Regions from separate parts of the Sus scrofa genome. Here regions 1 and 2 are each linked to region 3. The links are chromatin contacts, called in public Hi-C and HiChIP or PLAC-seq maps. All regions are on one chromosome and are shown on one strand. The core of a region is the stretch at or near the end of the contact, and the rest is flanking DNA. Distances in the headings are between cores, read along the strand shown. Region 1 holds the start of MICU1 (mitochondrial calcium uptake 1). Region 2 overlaps MICU1 (mitochondrial calcium uptake 1). Region 3 holds the start of MCU (calcium uniporter protein, mitochondrial).

The links. Hi-C and Micro-C count contacts between places; a contact is called where the count stands out from the background. HiChIP or PLAC-seq counts read pairs in DNA pulled down with a chosen protein or histone mark.
Region 1: an H3K27ac HiChIP or PLAC-seq map of skeletal muscle shows a contact between it and region 3. The contact joins the promoter of MICU1 here to the promoter of MCU in region 3. A contact is called at or near these places in 1 of 5 promoter capture datasets (liver), 8 of 47 Hi-C or Micro-C datasets (embryonic fibroblasts, epiblast stem cells, fibroblasts and 4 more) and 2 of 2 datasets of contacts at active chromatin or transcription factors (alveolar macrophages and skeletal muscle).
Region 2: a contact with region 3 is called in a Hi-C map of mesenteric adipose tissue, with 1.6 times the contacts expected there. The contact joins the enhancer-like site here to the promoter of MCU in region 3. A contact is called at or near these places in 1 of 5 promoter capture datasets (liver), 12 of 47 Hi-C or Micro-C datasets (embryonic fibroblasts, fetal heart ventricle, fetal skeletal muscle and 7 more) and 1 of 2 datasets of contacts at active chromatin or transcription factors (skeletal muscle).

Annotation. Positions count from the first base shown.
Region 1 is chr14:75,443,980-75,447,028 of Sscrofa11.1, forward strand. It overlaps MICU1 (mitochondrial calcium uptake 1), which reads right to left and starts at 1,619. Exons shown (of 12, transcript NM_001243605.1): 1 at 1,498-1,619.
Region 2 is chr14:75,392,750-75,395,885 of Sscrofa11.1, forward strand. The region is part of intron 2 of MICU1 (mitochondrial calcium uptake 1); the gene reads right to left. Among named protein-coding and RNA genes, the nearest start is that of MICU1, 51 kb to the right of the region's middle. Within about 2 kb of position 1,837, at least 9 of the 83 cell types and tissues checked have an H3K27ac peak or open chromatin away from gene starts, as enhancers often do. A contact at or near this core is called in mesenteric adipose tissue, where this site is marked.
Region 3 is chr14:75,516,945-75,520,060 of Sscrofa11.1, forward strand. MCU (calcium uniporter protein, mitochondrial) reads left to right here and starts at 1,589. Exons shown (of 8, transcript XM_001925826.6): 1 at 1,589-1,784. The coding sequence starts at 1,635.

The sequences.
Region 1 (3,049 bases), core at 369-2,868, 73 kb before region 3:
AATTACTTTAGCCTTATAATTATAAATAATATAAGATCTGACGAGTCAGATTCATTATAATAATTTTACATAGTATTACATTTTGGGAGAAATTACATATCATTGTTAAAATACAGGAAAGTCAGTCCCAAGATGCACCCCCTGGGAATGCAAAAGGTCTACTGAATATTGTAAATGTTCTACTGATTATAAATGGAGACAGCAATACACTCTTTGGCTCTCTTGCTCTTACTAGTTTCTGTCACTCTTTCCTTTTCTCCTCAGGCACAAAATCCACTCCTGAATTTTTACTTTTTGTTAGGCTTGTTTTTGGTCTCATAATTCTCAGCAATGAAACTTAAGAGTAGCTGGAGACCAGAGCTACCGTCTCACAAGCAAGTGGCAGTGGGTTCTAAAAAGTTTTTAGAATAAGGCAATATTTAACATTACCTTACCCAAAGCAGGAAGATAATGGGTTGGTCAACCTGGCCAACACCACTGTCTCCAGATGCTGACATTTTGTGTGTCATATCATTTAATGAAATCTAAACTCTCCTACAGCTATCAACCCCAAACTGTTGCACCCTTTCTACTGCTAGATCACCTGCACATGTAATTCAAAGGAATACTTTAACATAAACAAAGGTATGCCCAAGAAAGCACCCAATAACTGATAGAAACATCTGCTTATGAAACTGAAAGAAAATAGGTATTTCCAGGTACCACAAGGAGAATTTTTCTTTTACTCCAGTCCCTCAGCTATAAAATGGTTTTTCTACTTAGCTTTACAAATAGCTACAATACTTTTCAGGCATCCGAAAGGGAGGGTATAGAAACCATAAACAATAAGATCATAGAGACTGGCAACTTAAACAGTTTTAAACTCTCCTCCCAACATTCAGCTTGAGTCAATAAACCCCGGCTCATTCTCAAAACACCGCATTGTGGGCCAAAATGAGATGGTGGTAAGGGAACCTGAGGGAGAATAAAAACAGGTAAGGCACTGGGAAAGGCAAAAACCGAACAGTCTAAGAAGCCTGAACTTTGTTTTGTTCCTTCAGCTCCCCATCAATTTTTTTTTCATTTTTTTTGGTTTTGTTTCAATGATTAATACTTGGCCCCATCAGACATTTAACAATAAAGTCCCCACCCACTTCCAACCACATCCACAAATCCCAGGGGATGTCTTTGGTCGCCCGAAGAGGGACGTCGAAGCTCAAGTGAACCCTGCAGCTGGGAACTCGGCAGGAGAAGTTCTCCTGGGACAGGAAGAAGGGACCAGGTGAGGTCAAAGAAAGCGGAGGAAAGGAAGCCGGCAGGACTAAGGACTGCTCTCAAGCCCCTAAACTGAGCACATCAGGGAGAGACAGCTATCCCGGTCGACCAGAGAAGTTGCTAATTCCGGAGCAGACAAACGGCCAGTCCCGGAGGTCAGGTCCCTAAAGCTTTTCGCATCATCCTTCCTTTCATCTTCTCTAAACGTGTCTCGCCTCATACCCTTGAGAGTACAGGACTCACCCGTCTACAGCGGAGCTTCAGCTGCTTCTCCGTCAAAGCCGCGCACCTCGGAAAACCATAGAGATGAAGAGAGCAACAAAGTTAAGCCTCCAGCTCCGCCGCCCACCCTCACGTAACCCTTCTAGCCGCTAGGGCTGTCGGGATCGTGGCGAAATGCGTGTGGGCGGGGCATGGAGGATAGGGAGTGGGGAGGGGCCAGGCAACCCGCCCCGCCCCGGCCTTGGGCCCCGCCCCGGCCTCGGGCCCCGCCCCGGCCTCGGGCCCCGCCCCGGCCTCAGTATTTAGGCGGGACAGTGGAAGCTCTCCGGATTTTTCTCTGGCGGTTCACCCTCCACGCGCTAGTGGTATAGATGTCTGTGAAAGAGATTTAGTGTGCCGGCTTCCGCCTCGTTGATGCCCCTTTATGTGTTGACTAAGCAAAACAGGAGACAATGAAAAGAAAACTGGACCACAGTGAGTTGGGAATTGTTCTTTTCGAACTGCGTTTAGGTTTAGGCTTCTGGTGAAATTTGCCTGTTTCCTGACCTTGAAGCTTTTTTAAATTTAGAAACCGACTCACCGCATTGTCTATTATTTAGGTTTTTCAGAAGTTCTCTTTGCAAGCTAATATGATTGGAGAGTTTAGTCACCGAGCTACTAGTAACATTTTTTTTCCTCAGAGGTTGCTGTCAGGAGTGAGAATGGAAAAGTCTCAAGAGAATGACAATATTTTGATTATGATATGATGGAATTTAAAAGTTTCTTCAGGAATTTCCTAGTTCTAGATTCTGGTGGCCTATTGGTTAAAGGGTCCAGGGTGTCACTGGTGTGGCTCCAGTTGCTGGTGTGGTGTGGATTTGATCCCTGACCGAGAAGTTTTGCATTCTGGGGGGTACAGTCAAAAATAAATAAATACTTTCCTTAGCAGAGCTGTAGCAAAGGCTACAACCATGGAAACAAAAGAAGGCAGCCAGAACTATCACTGGGTTAAATTGTGAAGGAAGCAAAACAACTATTTTCTCCATTTCTTCTCAGAGGACTCTCCCTCCCCACTATCCCAAGAAGGACAGATCGTTATGTTCTTGGCACTGCGCTAGCACTTTACAGGCAACCCCATGTTTGTTCCAACCATCCTGTTGATGAAAACGGTTTTTGTGAATTGTAGATGGGGAAGCGGGCTATGACCCCTCCCTAGGTAATGTATCAAATGGTATGGCTGGCACAGACCTGATAGAAAGAACACCAAAGACATCTTCAATCTACTGTCCCTGGATCATCTTGACACAAGAATTGGGAATATTTATTTATTTATTTATTTATTTATTTATTTATTTATTTTGCATTTTAGGGCTGCACCCCCGGCACATGGAGATTCCCAGACTAGGGGTCAAGTCAGAGCTACAGCTGCCAGCCTACGCCACAGCCACAGCAATGCAGTATCCAAGCCGGGTCTGCAACCTACAAAATAGTTTACGGCAATACCAGATCCTTAACCTACTGAGCGAGGCCTGCAACCTCATGGTTCCTAATTAGATTCATTTCCACTGCACCACAATGGGAATAGCAGGAATCT
Region 2 (3,136 bases), core at 587-3,086, 120 kb before region 3:
CAGGAAGTAGAATGTCGGTAACATTGTAACACTGGATGCAGGGAGTGGGGATAGAGGAATTATTGCTTAATGTATAGAGTTTCAGGGTTTTTTGTTTTTGTTTTTTTGCTTTTTAGGGCCGCACCTGCTGCATATGGAAGTTCCCAGGCTAGGAGTCGAAAGAACTATAGCTGTCGGCCTACCACACAGCCATAGCAATGTGGGATCTGAGCTGCATCTGTGATCTACACCACAGCTCACAGCAATGCCAGATCCTTAACTTACTAAGCAAGGTTAGGGATGGAAGCTGAGTCCTCATGGGTACTAGTCCAGTTTGTTACCACGAAGCCACAATGGGAACTCCTCCTATTTCATTCCTGATAATGGCTTATCTCATAAGCCATTGTGCTTATGATATAATAATATAATGATTAAATATTATAGAAATGATAACAAACAATGATGTACAGAAAGAGGACTTCTGCTTCCAGCCACAGTGGAGTAACTGCACAAGACTTGCCTTCCCACAGACAGGAAAATATGGAAAACTGCACAGAACATATGATACAAACGTTGTAATATACTGAACTATAGCGACTCTATTAGAAAAAAGAGGCTTATAATTGTCCTGAAGTTCTGTTTGGAAATATTTACCAGATCACAAGTCAGATCCCCAGTAAAACACAGTGATCATGCTAAGTTTAGACAATAGAGATCAAAATTTATAGAGGGGGAGGTAGCTGGAATTGGTGAGGAGGACCAGAGAGGAGGAAGCTACACAAAGAAAATGTTCCACAGACCTATATAGGGTCTCATTGAGTTAACATTAAGCCGAGTATTCTTAGGATTAAACCTGGCCAAAAAGAACTAACAAATAGCTATAATCCAAATAATTTCCAGAATAAGAATATGTTCAGGTTGTGATAAATTACTGAACACTCAAGGTAGTTAGTATACACTGCAGAAGGGTCATGTCTTATTAATCAGGCTAAATTAACCCTGGAGCAAATACTCTTAAGTCATGATTCTTAAAAACCAGTTCTGAAAGATCAAGCAGGTTTTTCAATAAATTAGTTGCCTGCCAACATGAAAATCAATACTTTTAAAGGAAAATAACAAAATCCAAATATTCAACAACATAACAGTCAATGTAAAATACCCAATAAAATAATTATTAGACAGATATTCTGCAAGATGGCAGAAGAGGAAGTCCCAGCCTTTGTCCTCCATAGAAACACTGATTTAACAATGATACACAGATCAAAGTACCTTTATGAGAGTTCCTAAATCCAGCTAAGTTATATGACATCAGACAACCACAATGCCAAGAACAGACACACTGAAACTGGTAAAAGGAACAATTTCACTTTATCTATGCCAGCCCCTCCCTCTAAGCAGGCCCAGCTAAGCAACGAGAGAAAATGCCCTAGCTAGCAACTTCTCCCACTAGGAGGAAAGGGAAGAATGAAATGGTGTCCAATATTCTGGTTCTTCAGAGGGTTGTCCAAGGGACTGGTTTCTGCTCACCACACTTGAAAGCTGATGGAAGTGGCACAGTTTGCATGTATGATGGCCACTGAGAACAAAGAAGAGCAGGACATGGCTTGCTGCAGCTGTCATGGCTTAGAGCAGTCGTGAAAAGGTACACAACTCAAGACTTCTCCCACAGGAGGAAGGAAAGAAATGGAATGCGTATGTGATGATCTGTTTTTTCAGAGGGCTGCCTGAGGACTGGTGTCTGTCTCACCTGACTTGGGGTGCTGATGAGGAGCTGGCATACTTCAGATGCCTGGTAGCTGATGAGGAGAGGGTAAGGGAGCTCACTTCTGTCCACCAGAGAACCTGCAGTGCCAAAGACTAACACCAGAGGGAGCAATACATTACAAGTTCCTGGAAAAGAAACTGGCAAGCCTCACTAAGATACTGCCCACACAGACACAGAGAAAACTGTATCCTCTCCTAAAAAGCTTCAGTGGTACTCAGAATCCATAGTTGGGCTGATTGCTAAAGGTCTAGCCCTTGTATGAAGTCAGCCAATAAAGACCAGGATACATGGCTGATTCTTCAAAACTGCATATCTTAACACAGTTGTAAGACACATAAACAAACAGAAATGTGGCCCAAACAAAAGAACAAAATAAATTTCCAGAAGCTGACCTAAAGAAATAGTAATATTAATTATCTGAAAAAGAATTCAAAAATACCTATCATAAAGATGCTCAATGCATTTTAAAATGAGTATTAAGAAATGTGAGAAAAGCAATGTATATACATATGTGTGACCGGGTCATCTTGCTATACAGTAGAAAATTGACAGAACACTGTAAACCAGCTATGATTGAAAAAATAAAAATTATTTTTTAAAAAATAAGTACCAAGAGAAATAAAAAGATAAAAAGAAGCAAACAGAATTTCTGGAGCTAAAGAAAACAAATACCAGAGTTCCCACAATGGTATCAGTGGCACCTCTGCAGCACCAGGACACAGGTTCCATCACTGGCCTAACACAGTGGGCTAAAGGATCCAGCATTGCCACAGTTGTGCAGGTCACAATTGTAGCTCAGATCTGACCCCTGGTGTGTCTGGTAACTCCATATGCCATGGAGCAGCCAAAAAGAAAGAAAACAAATACTGACCTGAAAAATTCACTGAGGAAGGGGAGGGTGTTTGTTTAACAGCAGATTTGATCAAACAAAAGAAAGAATCGGTGAACTCAAAAGATAGACCACTTGGTATTATTATCCAGCTAGAAAAACAAAATAAAAAAGAAGGTGAAAAGAGCCTAAGAGAATTATGAGACACAATTAAGAAAACCAATACACACATTGTGGGAGTTCCAGAAGGCAAAGGGAAAGAGAAGAAAGGGTAGAAAGTTTAAAGAAATTGTGGTCAAAAAGTTTCAGAATCTGAGGAAGATAGTGGACATCCAGGCTGAAGAGGGCCAACAAACTCCCAACAGGAAGAACCCAAAAAAGTCCACACTGAAATAAATTATCATTAAACCGTCAAAAGCCAAAGACAAAGGGAGAATTTTAAAAGCAGGAGAAGAAAAGCAACTCGTCATGTACAAGGGACTCCATAAGACTATAAAGAGACTTCTCAGCAGAATCCTTGTAGGACATGAAAAGGTAGTATGATAGACAGCGTAAAAAACTAA
Region 3 (3,116 bases), core at 339-2,838:
GAATCAGTACTGCAGGATGCAGGTCTAGTTTTCCTCTCTTCGAAAAATAGAGGAAAGACAATTCTAGTAGAATTTTCCAAAGGGTAAAATGGAGCGGAGAGCACAGTACCGATTCATAGCCAGATTTTTGAAGCCGCAGAAAATAGAAACAAAACTAAAACCTGTGGCAATCCTAGTAAGAAGGTGTGAAGGGACAAGGGAGAAGGGGAAATGGCACAGCATGGGTCAGTACATAAAATGCAGATGGGATAAATATAGATGGGTGGAAAATGATTGTGAGCAAAGTTGCTCCAGGAATGTCACAGATTTCCAGCTAGGGGGATTAGTGTGTGCAGCTGTTGAATGGGGGGCTTATCTCATCCCTGAGCTCTCAAGTTCCACTGTTGAGCAATAAATGCCTTTTGGGTGAGTGTGGTATGAGTGTCTCACCTGGAGAAGCCAATCATCTTACTGTTCTGGGGTGGGGTGGAAGGATTAAACAAACCACAAGCTTGACGTCATTATTTAACTACTGTTGGCCAAAAAAGTACCATTTCAGTCCAAATTTAAAGAATACTATGAGAATAAGTGGCACAATAAAATTATGTGTGTGTATTGTGTTTGTTTCAACTTTTTCTCCTTAGGCTGCTCTAAAAAGATGTTTCCCCAAATTTAGGACTTTTATATGCTTACCAAACTGTTTTCCTGAGTCTGATTTTAAAATCAGGTGTGAGCCTTAAGTAGTTTATAATAATAAGCAGCAAGGACATTCTCTTCTAGGGAAATTCAAGAACCTCAAATCTCCTTTCTTTCATAGTCTTAAGTAAGCTATCATTATGAGCTTGTTTCTGTGGAAAGAAGTATTTTTCAGGAGAAAGAGTTATTCTAAATTATGAAAATTTATTAAAATAACCTTTACGTGGTTTTTATTACATTACCACCATGTTGTTTCTATAGTTTAATAAGTGGTAAGAAAATAGAAGGTTGCTTCTGGAGAGTGTAAGAATATCAGTATAAAGGTGCTGTAAAAGTGGAATGAGTATCTGAAATGCATACAGTTCTATTAATTCACTCTGATAATATGTACTTATCCTGGGACTTTGGTATCAATCATTCTTCTCCTCCGTACTATGCTACATATTACAGTCATTAGATCACCCCATGAGGTGGGGTTAATTTCAGCGTATCCAAATACCAGTTATGAGTGATAATTCTGGGTGTGTCCTTGAAGTTCCAGCACATCTAGCTAATGATTACTAATTTGGTGCCTATTTTGCCAACTTAAAACACTCACGAAGTACAAAGCTTTGCAAAAACATCCATTTCCTCGGTTACCCTTTTCATAACTGTATCCTTGGTGAAGATTAGCCGAATCGAACATGCCATCCCTATCGCTGCTATTCTGAGGGGCTCGGATGCCAATTACCGGCTCCCTTGTATTTGCCCGTAATTGACTATCCCACAATAGGTAACTCTGGAAGTGACAGGCAATCTCTAGTGTGGTTCTCCCGCCGGTCGATTGGGCCTTGCAAGAAGCCCCGCCTCGTCAACTCAGTCAAGGGCGCCAGTTGGCCCGGCATGGGTGAGTGGCGGGTCCTAGCTCCGCCCCGGCCGTCCGCTGCGCTGCCTGGGCCGGCGCCGTTTCCAGTTGAGAGATGGCGGCCGCCGCAGGTAGATCGCTCCTGCTGCTCCTCTCCTCCCGGGGTGGCGGCGGGGGAGCCGGCGGCTGCGGAGCGCTGACTGCCGGCTGCTTCCCCGCGCTGGGCGTCAGCCGCCACCGGCAGCAGCAGCAGCACCACCGGACGGTGAGCGAGCGCGCCCCGCGGCTCTGGGGAGGGCGGGGCGGCGCTGGTGTGTGGGAGCCGCCGGCAGGCAGGCCGCCGGGGCAGCGGGCGAGTTACCTCAACTCGCGGCCGCTCCCGAGGTTGCCGGGCACCAAGGAGCCGCTGTGCCCTTCAGGCTCCTGCGGCGGCAACCGGGAAAAAGGGGAGGGCGGAGGAAGCCTAGAGGAGGAGGAGGAGGGGCGACGGCGGGGATGTTCCCGCAGGACCGGGGACACCAGGGCGGGGAAGGGACGGGACTTGAACCTCTCCCTGACCCGCCCCCGATGTCGGTCCCTCCCTCCTTTTTCCTTAACAGCTTTGCCCCATTGCTCCCGAACTGAGCCCCGTGCAAAGTTGTCCCCCTTCTCTCCTCCTCCAGGCGGGTTGGGGTGCCCTGAGTTGCCGCGGCTGCCTTGTGTATGTGTCAGGAGAGTGGCAGTGCCATGCTACTGGGAACCGTTCCCCGGAGGGCAACCCAGGACCCAGCGGGGCCGCTCCCTCGTTCTTTCTCAGCCCTTGGAGAATGGACAAGACGGAAAATCAAACTTTATCCCCCTCTGTGACTTCCTGCTAGTGGGCTTGGGGAACAGCACGCTTGCGATGGATGCTGCATTGCTCAGGAGGCAAGCTTCATCCCTCTCAGGTCCTTAAAGGTCCTCGTGGTCCTTTTGGAGGGCTGATTTATAAGCTTGTTAACGCGTGCCTGAAGAAGGAGGGGTGGGCAGCAGGCAGAGGGGAAAGTGAGTATGACAAGTTGTTCACAGAGGCAGGGATTTGGTGGTTGTATTAACCAGTTATTGCTGGATTTCATTGGCTGGCAACGCACGGGAGTTTCTATTTGAACAATCTTCTTTGGGTGTGTGTGTGTGTGTGTATTTCTTTTTCAGTTGCAAGAGATCAACTTGGCATGGAGTTCTTGACCTAACAAGTCAGCAGGTTCTCTTCCTTTGGACTTTCTAGACCCGTATTGTTGGTCTCTGGCCGACTCCAAGAGAAAGACTGTAGGTTTTATTTCCTAGGGCGAGGGTGTATAGTGTGGCAATAAGAGAATCACTGCAGACAGCCTAATAGCAGATACTAGTACCTTCAGCCCTCAACAGATAACATCCACCTGTCTTGTTCTCACAGCTCTTGAAGGGAAGCTGAATGGAGCTTTTCAGAGAATACCCCAAGACTGATGACAGCATAAAATTAAGTGTATGAAAGAGCAATGAAGGGAACTAATGCTTTTTAAATGCAAGATGGTATTGTTGTTATTGGTCCTAGGTATGGACCCTATCCTCATTCTTGGGAGAAAATGGTATTCTTCACTGA